Regions from separate parts of the Hordeum vulgare genome. Here region 1 is linked to region 2. Evidence: chromatin contacts called from public Hi-C data. All regions are on one chromosome and are shown on one strand. Each heading gives the region's core, a stretch centred on a gene start, on an enhancer-like site or on the middle of the called end of the contact. The rest is flanking DNA. Distances are from core to core; before and after follow the strand shown. Region 1 has its middle 140 kb from the start of LOC123411497. Region 2 holds the start of LOC123407428 (THO complex subunit 4D-like).

Region 1 (5,998 bases), core at 3,153-5,652, 200 kb after region 2:
AGAACTGCTGAGTTTCTGCCTTGCTTGAAATTGGGTTAGGTTAGAAATTTTTATCTTGACAAGTAGTCTATTCACCCCCCCCCCTCTAGACACATCTTCTATCGATCCCTCACCAGCGAAACAGTTTCCACCACATATGGCATCAGGCATCAATCCCGAAGCATAACAAGAACATCAAGCAAAAGGCTAGCCGGCACATCACTTACCGTCGAAGCCCGATGGTCCCGGTCGTAGGGCATCTTGCCCCAGCTCCAATCGTCCTCGTCCATCGGATTGGCGGCGATGAGGTTCACCCGTTGGGCCACCCGATGGGCCTGCAACTCCTTCGTCGAGAGCCGGCACAGGTCGTGCCGACCACTCATCGAACAGATGAGATGCGGCCTATGCTGCAACAGCTGGATCCGGCGCGACACCTTGGTAGCCACCAGATCCATCGTTGTGATGCCCTCCACGGCGAACATGTGCTCCAGCCGGCCGCAGATCTCATCCACCACCTCATCCACAAGTGACAGCTCTGCCTTCCAGTTCAGCCTCTCCACAGGCGGCACATTGAAAAAGGCCGGCAGGTTAACATGGTCGTGCGCCGGATCGAGGTTCTTCACATAGAAAAAACCTCTCTGCTAGTTTTTTCATGGAATCCTGCACGGGGAGCTGTGGGGAACCGATGCGATGATGTACGAGCGCCACGCCGCAAGCGGTCATCCGCATCCCGCTGGTGGCCGGATCCTTCACCGACGACTACTTGAAGAAGAAGAGCCGACGCCACAGGTCCGGGCGCCGCTCAATCCCCAAGAAGCCCTCATAGAGGATGACAAACGCCGCCAACTGCAATACGGCGTTGGGGACGAGGTGATGCGGCTGCAGGCCGTAGTGCATCAAGAAGCCAAAGAAGAACTCGCTCATCGGCAGCCCGAGTCCTCGAGCGAAATGCTCGGCAAACACCACCACCTCGCCTTCTTTCAGGATTAGTGAGTTGTCCGGGCCTGAGAAGCACGCGGCGACAAGCCTGGCCGACGGAATCTTGCGGCGGTGGCGGAGAACCTCGATGTGCTCCTCGACGATGTCGTTGCCGCCCCAGGCCCCGCGGGTGGTCGACATCTCCGACGACGGGTCGGCACGCCAGGCTGACGACGAAGAAGTGCTCGACGCGCCGGGCGAATGGTGGCGACAGGCCCGCCACTGGCGTCTCTCTCTCTGTCTCTCTCTCTCTTAGGCGGGGAGGGGAGGAGTCGGAGAAGACAACGGTGAGAGCGGGAAAGCAAATGGCTCCCTTGGCTTCTCCCCCTGCCCATTTAAACCCCACGCAGGGTAGTGGGGAGGGGATCCGACGCCCACATCCCCCACTAGCCCCCCCCCCCCGCCGTGCGGGCGACGTAATTGCGTCTCGGGAGCGCCAACCGACGCCCCCGAATCCATAGAAGAACTGCGCGCGTGGGCAGAGGCGGCCGTCGGGAAGGCCCTGCTCCACGGCCCGGTCTTGTCACACGTGTGGCCTGTCATGCCTAGGCCTACGGGACGCCACATGTGGCCCCCTTTCTCAACGCGCTAGAGAGCTCGAGGCGGCTCGCGCGTTTGCCGGCTACGACCCAGGTCGGTGTCGGCGTGTCGGCAATCCGGCTGCAACCCTGTGCCACGCGAGAAACCAAGATTAAATTGGCGAGGTCCATCGCTCTAGGCCGGCGGGCCTGCCCTGCTTCAGGTACTACTCACGGGGGATAACCCCGGAGTAGGCCAAACGCAAGGACTCCTCCAGCGCCCTTTGAAAAACATACGCAGGACGGCCGGCTCCCCTGTAGGCCGGTTGCGCCTACCCGGCTACCCTTGGTCGGCTACGCGTGGCCGACTATGTCGGTCCGGCTTGACTGCGCCCCGCTAGCCGGCGGGTCAGCCCCACTCACATCGCCGTGAAGAACCACGCCAGGGCCATCATCACCAAAGGTACTGCTACAGTGCTGCAGGTACCGCTGACCAGACCAAAGCGAGTCTACGGTGGAGGGGATGTGCCACTGATCATCGCCGACTGTGACCAGCCGAGACGGCACAGTAACGAGCATTGCCCCGTCCACTCCATTACCTGTCCCGGCGTGGGCAACAGTGCAGACGGCCGTATGATGACCGAAGCCGGCTACGCAAGGCGACACGCACAACGCGACGCATGCCACTGCGTAGCGAGCACGCACCAATGGCGATGCCCGTCCGGTGGGACCCAGCAGCCGGAGAGGCCCCACTTTGAGACAAGACTTCTCGAGCCGGTGGAACCCCTGGCCGGCTCCAAAGGCTGCCATCCGGGTCCCATACAGTACCTTCTATTCCTATTGTAACCCACGGGGTTGGCGTATAAAACCCCCGGGCAACCCTCGCCATGCAGGGGTCGGCCAAATACACACCCAAACACACATACGAGGGGAAAATAGAGCTCCTAGCTCCTTCTTCTTCCTCCAGCATACAACACTAGGAGCATATGGTATCCCTAGCCGGATCATCAACCAACTCAAGCAGGACTAGGGTGTTACCTCCCACGGAGGGCCCCGAACCTGGGTACTTCGTGTGTCTCGCACCGCTCGTTTCCAATCCCGTTTCCGTAGCCCGACTGCGTCCTTTCGGTCCCAACCACGTACGATTAGCCACCCCATGGCATCTGTCGTGAGAAAACGATGACACGTGAGATCCAAACCTGCTTTGTCATAAATCCCCAATCGATGGTGTAAATATCCCAAATATGCACACGTTTCTTTCCCCTCCCAAATCCGGTCTCCTTGCAAAAGCCGAAATCCACGAATGACGTTTGAGCCCCGAGCTAAGAAACTCCATGTCGTCGTGATTGTAGCATTGATTTTTTGTCAAAAAGACCACTAGCCGGATATTATTGTCAAAAAAGACCACATGCGTATGAAATGCGAGAAAAGACCCCTATTTTCCGTGGCAGCAGGCGCGCCAGATGACGCGTGGCACCTGCCGCCACGGGCCGAGGCGGCTGGGCCCCGCCGCCACCCGACAAGGCGGCCGGCCGGGCAGGTGGCACCTGCCGCCACCACTTCAGGCGACAGGCGGGGATGCTGTGCATGGCAGCATGCATGGCCAGCCAGCGCTTGAGGCATGGCAGCCGGTTGTTGATGCATGCATGTACGCTTGAGGCAGGCAGCCGGCTGTTGATGCATGCATGTACGAGAGCATGGCAGCCTGCCGCGTGGAGTGGTGGCGGCAGGTGCCACCTGCCCGGCCGGCCGCCTCGCCGGGTGGCGGCGGGGCCCAGCCACCTCGGCCCGTGGCGGCACGTGCCACGCGTCATATGGCGCGTCTGCCGCCACGGAAAATAGGGGTCTTTTCTCACATTTCGTATCGCATGTGGTCTTTTTTAATAATAATATTCGGCTAGTGGTCTTTTTTGACAAAAATTCTATAGCATTGGCCCTCCAAGAGGTAAGCAAAAGAAGACCCACAAGAGTATTGACATTTCAAATTCACCGACATAAAAAAACACTGGCCCTTCACGAGGTAAGAAAAAAAAGACGAACAAGAATATTGCCGTCCCAAATTCGCCGGTATAAAGAAGACATTGAGAGGGTGTTTGGATCACTAGAGACTAGAGACTAGTAGTAGTCACTTTTAGTCAGTAAACCTCCGAACACCCCTGACTAATGGGTGACTAAAACTAGTTTAGTCCCTAGTCATCCCACCCCCAACTAAAAGTGACTAAAGTCTCTCCTCTAATTAATTGGCGGGCCCATCCTGTTGCTGCTTTCCTTCCTTGCGCGGGACATGAGAGCTGCTGTTGCATGTTGTTGCTGCTTTCCTTCCAAACAAGGCCTATTAATAGGGAGATAAATGGAAAGGAGAGAGAAAAATTTAATACTGAGACATTTAATGCTGACTATTAGTAGTCACCTTTCAAACAAGGCCTGACTAAAAACTTTTAGTCTGACTACTACTAGTCACATGACTAGAGAGTATCCAAACACGCTGTGACCATTCAAAATGTGAGCAAAAGAAGACGCACAAGAGTATTGACGTCCCAAATTGGGCGGCATCAAGGCGTTGCCTATTCTGCAATACTTCTTCATACGCCTTGCCTTGGCTTCGAAGGAAACCCAAAAGGTCTCCCTGACATGTGCCCCCATTTGGTCGGTGCTTTTGCTCTTTTCCCATGTGTAATCCCCTCGTACCGGTTCTACTACATTTTAAATCCTTGCCTCGCCTGCCTCCGAGAGCTCCCGGCGACCAAACACCATCCAAAAGAGAAAACATTTCCAAGGCTCCCATCTAGTACGTCTCAGGTACATCTGGTCTCACGCACAACGCCTAGCGCGGGTAGCGCACGGGGCAATAAACAAGGTCAATGGGGATTAGGTGCAGGGACCTGCCGAGGGATCCTGTACCTATCAGCTTGTTAATTTTCCACGCGTAAGTTGTTGATGGTCTCTTTCCTGGTCACTGTCGCGCATGGATCTTGGGATGTACCCATGCTCATACAGATAAGGGTGGTGTGACTATTGAGCAGTTGAGCTCAAAGTCGTTTTCACGCCGGACCGGGCCTCGACCGCGGTTCTTGTCTCTGGAAGAAGCTCGGAGAATCGATATGATATTGATGCTTGCACTATGTGCACGGCAAACATGACTCTTTCCATCTGATTATACAGAGTGACACAAAGGTGGTGATCGCACCAGTATGGCGATTCTAGTAAAGTTGCTCTAATACTAGATACCTTCAGAACCCCTAAAAAAAGATAACTTCAAGAATATAGTTGAAATATCAACTGGCAGAGTAAAACTTGATCGGAAAATATATATACTGTATGTATTTCAGAAAACGAAGGTAGGCAGCACGAGAAGACAGACTAGCGTTGCGAAGAGACCCCACAGCCTATGCATGCATGCGTTGGACATTTTGACTCTAGTAGTTTCCATGCGGCGCACCCGGAGTGAGTGCACCTCCCACCATTATTGGCTCGTTGCCAACTTGCCATGCTGGTTCCGCTCCATCCGCCCAACAGTATTTGACCATGGAGGTTGCTGGAGCCAGGTCATCCGGGATTCCGGGGGATATCTTCCAGAACATGTCCACGTCAGGTTTTGAAATTTTCCTAAAGGCCTGCTGCAGTCTGGAGGCTGGTTATCAACTGAGCCTAGCTCGTATGGTTAGATTTTTTTTTGTGCTGAATCCAGTTCACGGGTTTAAATCCTAAATATGGGAGTGTTGCTCGTATTTTTTGAATTTATTTCAGACGTTTTGTTGATGTTTTAGTGGAAGAAACATTTTTCTCAACGACGAGGCGTCTGTAATGAGTTGTCCGTCTCAAGATGTCGTGACGGCTCGGTAACTCGGAAGTGCTCACACGAAGGATTCGTTCGGTTTGGAGGAAACCAAAACATAGGAATTATGAGTAGAGTAGCAATTTGCTATTGACACTTGCCATCCTAAGGAATTGACTTGCCGTGTTCCTACACGCAAGATTAATTTTAAGTAGATGTGTAGTTTCCTCCAAAAACACATGAAATATAGTATTCCTATAAAATTCATGTACGCGTCTATAGGAAATTTTCCTTGGAATCCTTATTCCTAAGTTTTTTCTATGAATATCATCCAAACCGAATAAGGCCGGACATAATGTGTAGTAGTGCATTCATAAGAATAAGTGTATGTATATGTATGTAAACATCTATGATTATACTGTATTAAGAAAAAAGAAAGTTGGTTCATAATATCTCCAACATAAGAACTCACACGTGGGTGCACAATCAAGAAGGAATTTTTTTAAATATCCTTCCATGCTTTATTGATCAATAACAATAATTATAGGGATACTGGTCGAATGATGAGGTTGATCCAGGAAGATATGACGTCCCTGACCTAGAGAAAAAGACATGCCTAACAAGGTTGTGACCATCATAATTTAAGCTCCTACTTTCACGAACAAAGATGCAATTAGCAATAGAAAGCTTCAAAAAATTGGAAGGCGTAAGAGTTCCCCTAAGGCTTCGGCCTATGGTTTTCTAGTCC
Region 2 (5,838 bases), core at 1,286-3,785:
TTCTAAGGTCTAAAGTCTAAACTAGCAATAAATCAAAGCAACATTCAGCTTTGGGCAAGCAACATCAAATATGACATGAATAAATAATTAAATATATAATGCATATTGCAGGAGAAAAGGATACCCTGTTATCATTTCACACACTTACAAGAGTTATTGTGTGTGTCTGTATCATCAGGCTGTGCTGGGCCAAATTCTAGCTTATAGTTAGTAGGTCCTAAGTTCATTACAAACAACCAATGGATTATCCAAACACCTAATATGCACACGATAGGTGCATCATGCATGATCAGGCATATGTTTGGGCAAAAGGCACTTGCTCGTAGCATGAGATTTGCAGAAGCGAGTGCTTAATTGTAAAAACTTGCAGCAGAAAAACAAGCATTCATAAGAGACTTACAGTTGGGTGTCTATTATTGTCATAATGGACAATGCAGTTCTTCAAATGACCCATTTCAGAGAAAAGTTCCTGAAACAGTTGTCGGCAGATAAGATCAGGTTGAGAAAGTCCAATATGATTGAAGCTGTCGAATATTCCAGCATGCATAATATAACAATCCAGCTACCTGTAAATCTTCCTTTGTCACTCCATAGTGCAAGTTTGAAACATACAGCTTGGTACCAGTTTCTATCCCAGGAAGTCCAGCAGCCACCATGCTATCCTCAAACCGATCATGTGTCCATGCAAAATCCTTTGTTTTGTTGAATGACTGATGATGTTCCCCAGCATGCACACCCAGATTGTGATGATAAATTGTTAGCATAATCCCCAAAGCTCATCAATCCGCAGTATTTGATGAGTCAACTAGCATCAGCAAAACTATAAAACCATACGCCATTGCATAAAATGGGTGCTAGCTGATAGCCCCTGTATGAACCAGAGAATTTATCCAGAGAAATAAGTATCCAACAGGTTAATACATAGTCCATCAGCATGCTGACCATGAGAAGAGACAATGTGTTTTTCAGTTTGAAGCATTAACCAGAACAAACCAACAAATATCTCGCCACAAAATTGTCAGCAGCTAAGGGGCAGTTCTCAGGGCATTTTCAAATTGAGAAACCTCTCGGATCCTCTTTGAAGCTCCACAGTTCATAAGTATGCAAAATATGGTCTGAACTGAGCCCTGAGGCCTGAGCTGTCCCATTTATTAAGTTCATAGCCACTTCTTGTCAGGTATCTATTGTAATTTGGGTTCTTGAGGGTATACAGAAAAACAGCGATGATTTTGTGCTTGCCTTGGCAATAGCATACGATGACGAGCGAGTATTGACACCAAGTGGCCTTTGTGAAGGCACTCCCCTTCCACGGAAGGTTCCAACGCCATGTCCACGGCCTAAACCACGGCCTAGCCTTTGGCCATCACCTCTGCCTGACCTTTGGCCATCACCTCTGCCTCGACCAACTCTCTGTCCCCTTCCCCTTCCTCTTCCCCTCCCACTTCTGCTCTTAATCATATCATCGAGTGACATATCCAAAGCTGCCTCCATTTCAATGAAAACTTGAGATTCAATAGGGAGAAAGCCCTGCAAAAAGGACAAAGAAGTTTAATATTATGTATTGCTCAATTGTACTGATGTGGTGCAAGCAAGCAGAGTAACAAATATGCACGCACAGATAGGGGAAAAAAACTGGATATAAGGTCATTGGTTTCCACTAGTTGAGAAAAAGAACCATACCCCATAAGCAGCAGAACAATACAATTTTGAAAAGTTCAGCTCTTCCAAACTTCCTACTATGCTACTATTGTGCTCGTCCAACAAATACACTGTGGTACGAAGAATAGTAGGCTTATTAACTTCACTTTCTTCGAAGTTTTCGATGACATTCAGGATTACACTAACAATTAGTTTATCAGGTACACCGGGCATAGTAGTCCTTATCGGCTATCGCAGTCTGCCGCAAACAACCCCAAAACATAATTTGTAGAACACATCAGGTTCACTAGGACAACCTGGCTAGATCTCTGCATTACCCCTTCTTATCTTACTCTTCTAAGAAGCAACCAATCGACACCATGGGCACTACCATATCGCCTAATCTAGGCAGCCTCACTATCGGGGGTTCCCATAAGCGGTACTGAGCTGGAAAAAAAAATCCGGCACCCGTTCATGCCAATAACATGCACCGCGTTTGCCAAGAGCCCGCGGGATCCAACCGCGCTAGGGCTTTGCGCATGTTAGTGACTCAACCAACGGAGTATACTCGTACTGATGCCAATGCTACCGTAGTTCCAGAAGGGCGGGGAAGTCACCTCTGGGCCTGGGGGGGACCCCCTAGGGCTCTCCGGCGGCGGGCGGATCCTGGATCTGTGGGGCGGGGAATTCTTCTCCTCCGGTCGTTGGCAGGAAGCGCGGAAGGGAGGGCGAGGGGGGCTCAGATCTATGGGCCTTTGACGGCGGCGGTGTCGTTGTCGGTCTGCGCCTCGGCGAGGTCTGCCGACGGAGGGTCGGGGCGAGGGCGGATCCGGAGTTGAGAGGAGAGAGACGACTTCCTTCTAGGGGTGGAAGAGGAAGACGACTTGGTGCGGGTCCCAGGGGATTGGGCTCTGCTTTTATTTGCTGCCGGTGGGAGGGAGATAACTTTTTTTTTTAGGCAAGGGGAGGGAGGAAAATCCTATACGCCGCTCACCTCGTAATGTCGACGCTTCGCACAGGGTTTGCCGGAGCGATCGACGCAGTGGCCGGCCGAATTGCTAGCGAAGCTTTCTTTGTCTCAACAAGTCTCCCCTAATAATAAAGCGCGCAGCGCTTCTATGGTCCGTAGTCGGTCATTTTGCAGAAAAACCCTCGCAGTTTCAGGTAATTAATCCGTAGTCCAATTTTAAGTAAGAACGAACCGTTTCCTGTCATTTTACACAAAAGCCCTCATAGTTTTAGATAATCAACCCGCGGTCCATCTTGTAGTCACAGCCGAACCGTTTTTTGCATTTTTCGAAAAACTCCCTGATGTTTCAGGTAATCAACCCGCCTCCTCTCGCTCCTCGTCCCCTGCCTCCTCGCCTTCGTCCTCCTCCGCTTCTCCGCCCTGCTGGACCCCGGCGCCGCCGTGCCCCGCGTCAAGCGGTCCCCTTCCCTGCCCCTCCGCTTCCGCCATGACGGCGCCTTCAAGATCCTCCAGGTCGGCACCTTCGCTCGCTCGCTCGCTCGCCTGATTTCCCCTGCATGCTCGCGCCTCGCCCGCTGACCCTTGCTCGCAGGTAGCGGACATGCACTTCGGCAACGGCACCGCCACGCGCTGCCGGGACGTGGCGCCGGAGGTCGGCGGCGCGCGCTGCTCCGACCTCAACACGACCCGGTTCCTGCGCCGACTCATCGAAGCGGAGAGGCCCGACCTCATAGCCTTCACCGGTGCGTGCTTTGGGTTGCTCCCCCGCCGCTTCTCTTCTCACACAGCCACTGCTAGGTGGCCATCTAGCTCCAGAGATCGCGACTCCAGCCCATGGGATCTCCCCTGGCAGTCCCTACCATTGATAGTCTTGCAGATTTGTCAGTTGAAATGATGCAACGGCATTGAAATTGGATCCAATCGATTAGTTGGTCACTTTGCCTGTAACACACCAGCGATATACAGCGGCAAAGTTGGTGCTCTATGTGGTGCCAGCTTGATGGAGCTTGTGAGTTGACTTTATGAATGCTTCCCGTTTGCATTCAGATTTCAGAGGGGGTGGCTGGAAATGTTCACTATGGGTTACACTCTTATCGCCTATCTACTTGTAGCTCATCGACGCTCGACTGTTATTGATGGCATTTGTATAACCCCGCGACCCCGCGGGAATTTACTTCGCAAGAAATGTGGACCCATTGTCACTGATGCTTACGGGTTTAACACTGGACAGAGCTAATGTCAGAGTACTAAGCTTACATTCTTCTTTTATAATTATATCTGAGCGAGTTCTCTGATGTATGCAAGGGATTCACACATCGCTCCTCTTGGTTCTGAACTTCTGACGATGGCCATCGTCGGCAACACAAATGTGATGTCATATGAAAATATATTGCGTTCAAAGCGTGTGTTATTTTCTCTTCCGTTGCAACGCACGGTTTTTTTGCTAGTACTATCAAAAGAACCGTACGTTGCAACGGGAGATAAAATAATACATGTTTTTAATGTAATAACCATGACTCAAGGCCCTAATAGGTTTATGTTTTTTATTTTAACATGGCATCTCATTTGAATTACCGACAATAACCTTAGTGTTCACATATGCCCGTGTGTTGCAACATGAATATTTGATGTGTCCAACATGAAATATAAAATTTATAGAAGTCTTCAAAGCACTTTATTTAAACTAGCAAAAGGGCCCGTGCGTTGAAACGGGAGAAAAAAATACCACACGCTTTTAATTTTTTTATAATCATTTTGATTTATTAAAATAATAAGCTAACTAACTAATGTAGTGAGTCCTATCCTATTTTCTTGAGAAATCAACCCGTCCATTGTTAATTTCACCATGATGAGAAATTGAGTGGGACAAGCAAAACAAAACAAAGGAGCTACGTGAAGTGATCAATGGACTGTTATCTTATTTCACTCATGGATTAAAGAATGTGGGATCAGATGACAAACTGAAGGTGGTGTTCCATTCTCTGTCTCTACAACAATATAATCTTACATTCAATAGATTCATTCATCAACAAACAAATCCCCATAAAACAAATTTTCTTGCCGGTGCTTGGCACACGGTTAGAGGCATGGGGAGGGGATCTCACCGGATGATGAGTTCCTGCCGGAGGAGGGTATACGATGAGGGGAGCAAAGGTTAGGCGCTTCTATCTGGCCATAAGGAGTCGTCGTTGCCGCCCCATAACCTCGGAGTTCCCCATGTGAGCCATGGAGGCCCGCCTCCACCTCCAAGTACTTCGCTCCGCCGCGCCTTATCCGCGCGCCGCCACCATTCTGCATCGAGCAGACGCATCATCCATAGTCACTGTAGCTGTCGCGTTGATTTGATCCAGAAGTTGTGCTCGAGCGCCGAAACGGGGGCAGCAAGCGGGCAGAGGTACGACCGCGGAGGCCGGTGGGTTGAGATCGACAACAGTGGTGGTTGAGGTCAGCCGCGGTGGCGAGTGGTGTGGCAGAGAATGTGTGATCAGATGACAAACTGAAGGTGGTGTTCCATTCTCTGTCTCTACAACAATACAATCTTACATTCAATACATTCATTCATCAGCAAACAAATCCCCACAAAACAAAATTTCTTGCTGGTGCTTGGCACACGGTTGGAGGCATGGGGAGGGGATCTCACCGGATGATGAGTTGCTGCCGGAGGAGGGGATACGATGAGGGGAGCAAGGGTTAGGCGCCTCTATCTGGCCATAAGGATTCGCCGTTGCCGCGCCATAACCTCGGAGTTCCCCGTGTGAGCCATGGAGGCCCGCTCCACCTGCAAGTACTTCGCTCCGCAGCGCCTTATCCGCGCGTCGCCACCGTTCTGCATCGAGCAGAAGCATCATCCATAGTCACTGTAGCTGTCGCATTGATTTGATCTAGAAGCTGTGCTCGAGCGCCGAAACGGGGGCAGCAAACAGGCAGAGGTACGGCCGTGGAGGCGGGTGGGTTGAGATCGACAACTGTGGTGGTTGAGGTCGGCCGCGGCGGCGAGTGGTGTGGCAGAGAATGTGTGATCAGATGACAAACTGAAGGTGTTGTTCCATTCTCTGTCTCTACAACAATACAATCTTACATTCGATACATTCATTCATCAGCAAACAAATCCCCACAAAACAAAATTTCTTGCCGGTGCTTGGCACACGGTTGGAGGCATGGGGAGGGGATCTCACCGGATGATGAGTAGCTGCCGGAGGAGGGGATACGATGAGGGGAGCAAGGGTTAG

What was found. A called contact is a pair of places that touch in the nucleus more often than the background predicts.
Region 1: a Hi-C map of seedling shows a contact between it and region 2, with 2.2 times the contacts expected there. The contact joins the enhancer-like site here to the promoter of LOC123407428 in region 2. A contact is called at or near these places in 2 of 6 Hi-C or Micro-C datasets (leaf and seedling).

Annotation. Positions count from the first base shown.
Region 1 is chr7H:110,587,644-110,593,641 of MorexV3_pseudomolecules_assembly, forward strand. No RefSeq gene overlaps it. Among protein-coding and RNA genes, the nearest start is that of LOC123411497, 140 kb to the right of the region's middle. Within about 2 kb of position 4,403, at least 2 of the 3 cell types and tissues checked have open chromatin away from gene starts, as enhancers often do. A contact at or near this core is called in leaf and seedling, where this site is marked.
Region 2 is chr7H:110,386,578-110,392,415 of MorexV3_pseudomolecules_assembly, forward strand. It overlaps LOC123407428 (THO complex subunit 4D-like), which reads right to left and starts at 2,536. Exons shown (of 7, transcript XM_045100561.1): 1 at 2,256-2,536; 2 at 1,240-1,527; 3 at 567-710; 4 at 401-469. The coding sequence starts at 1,491.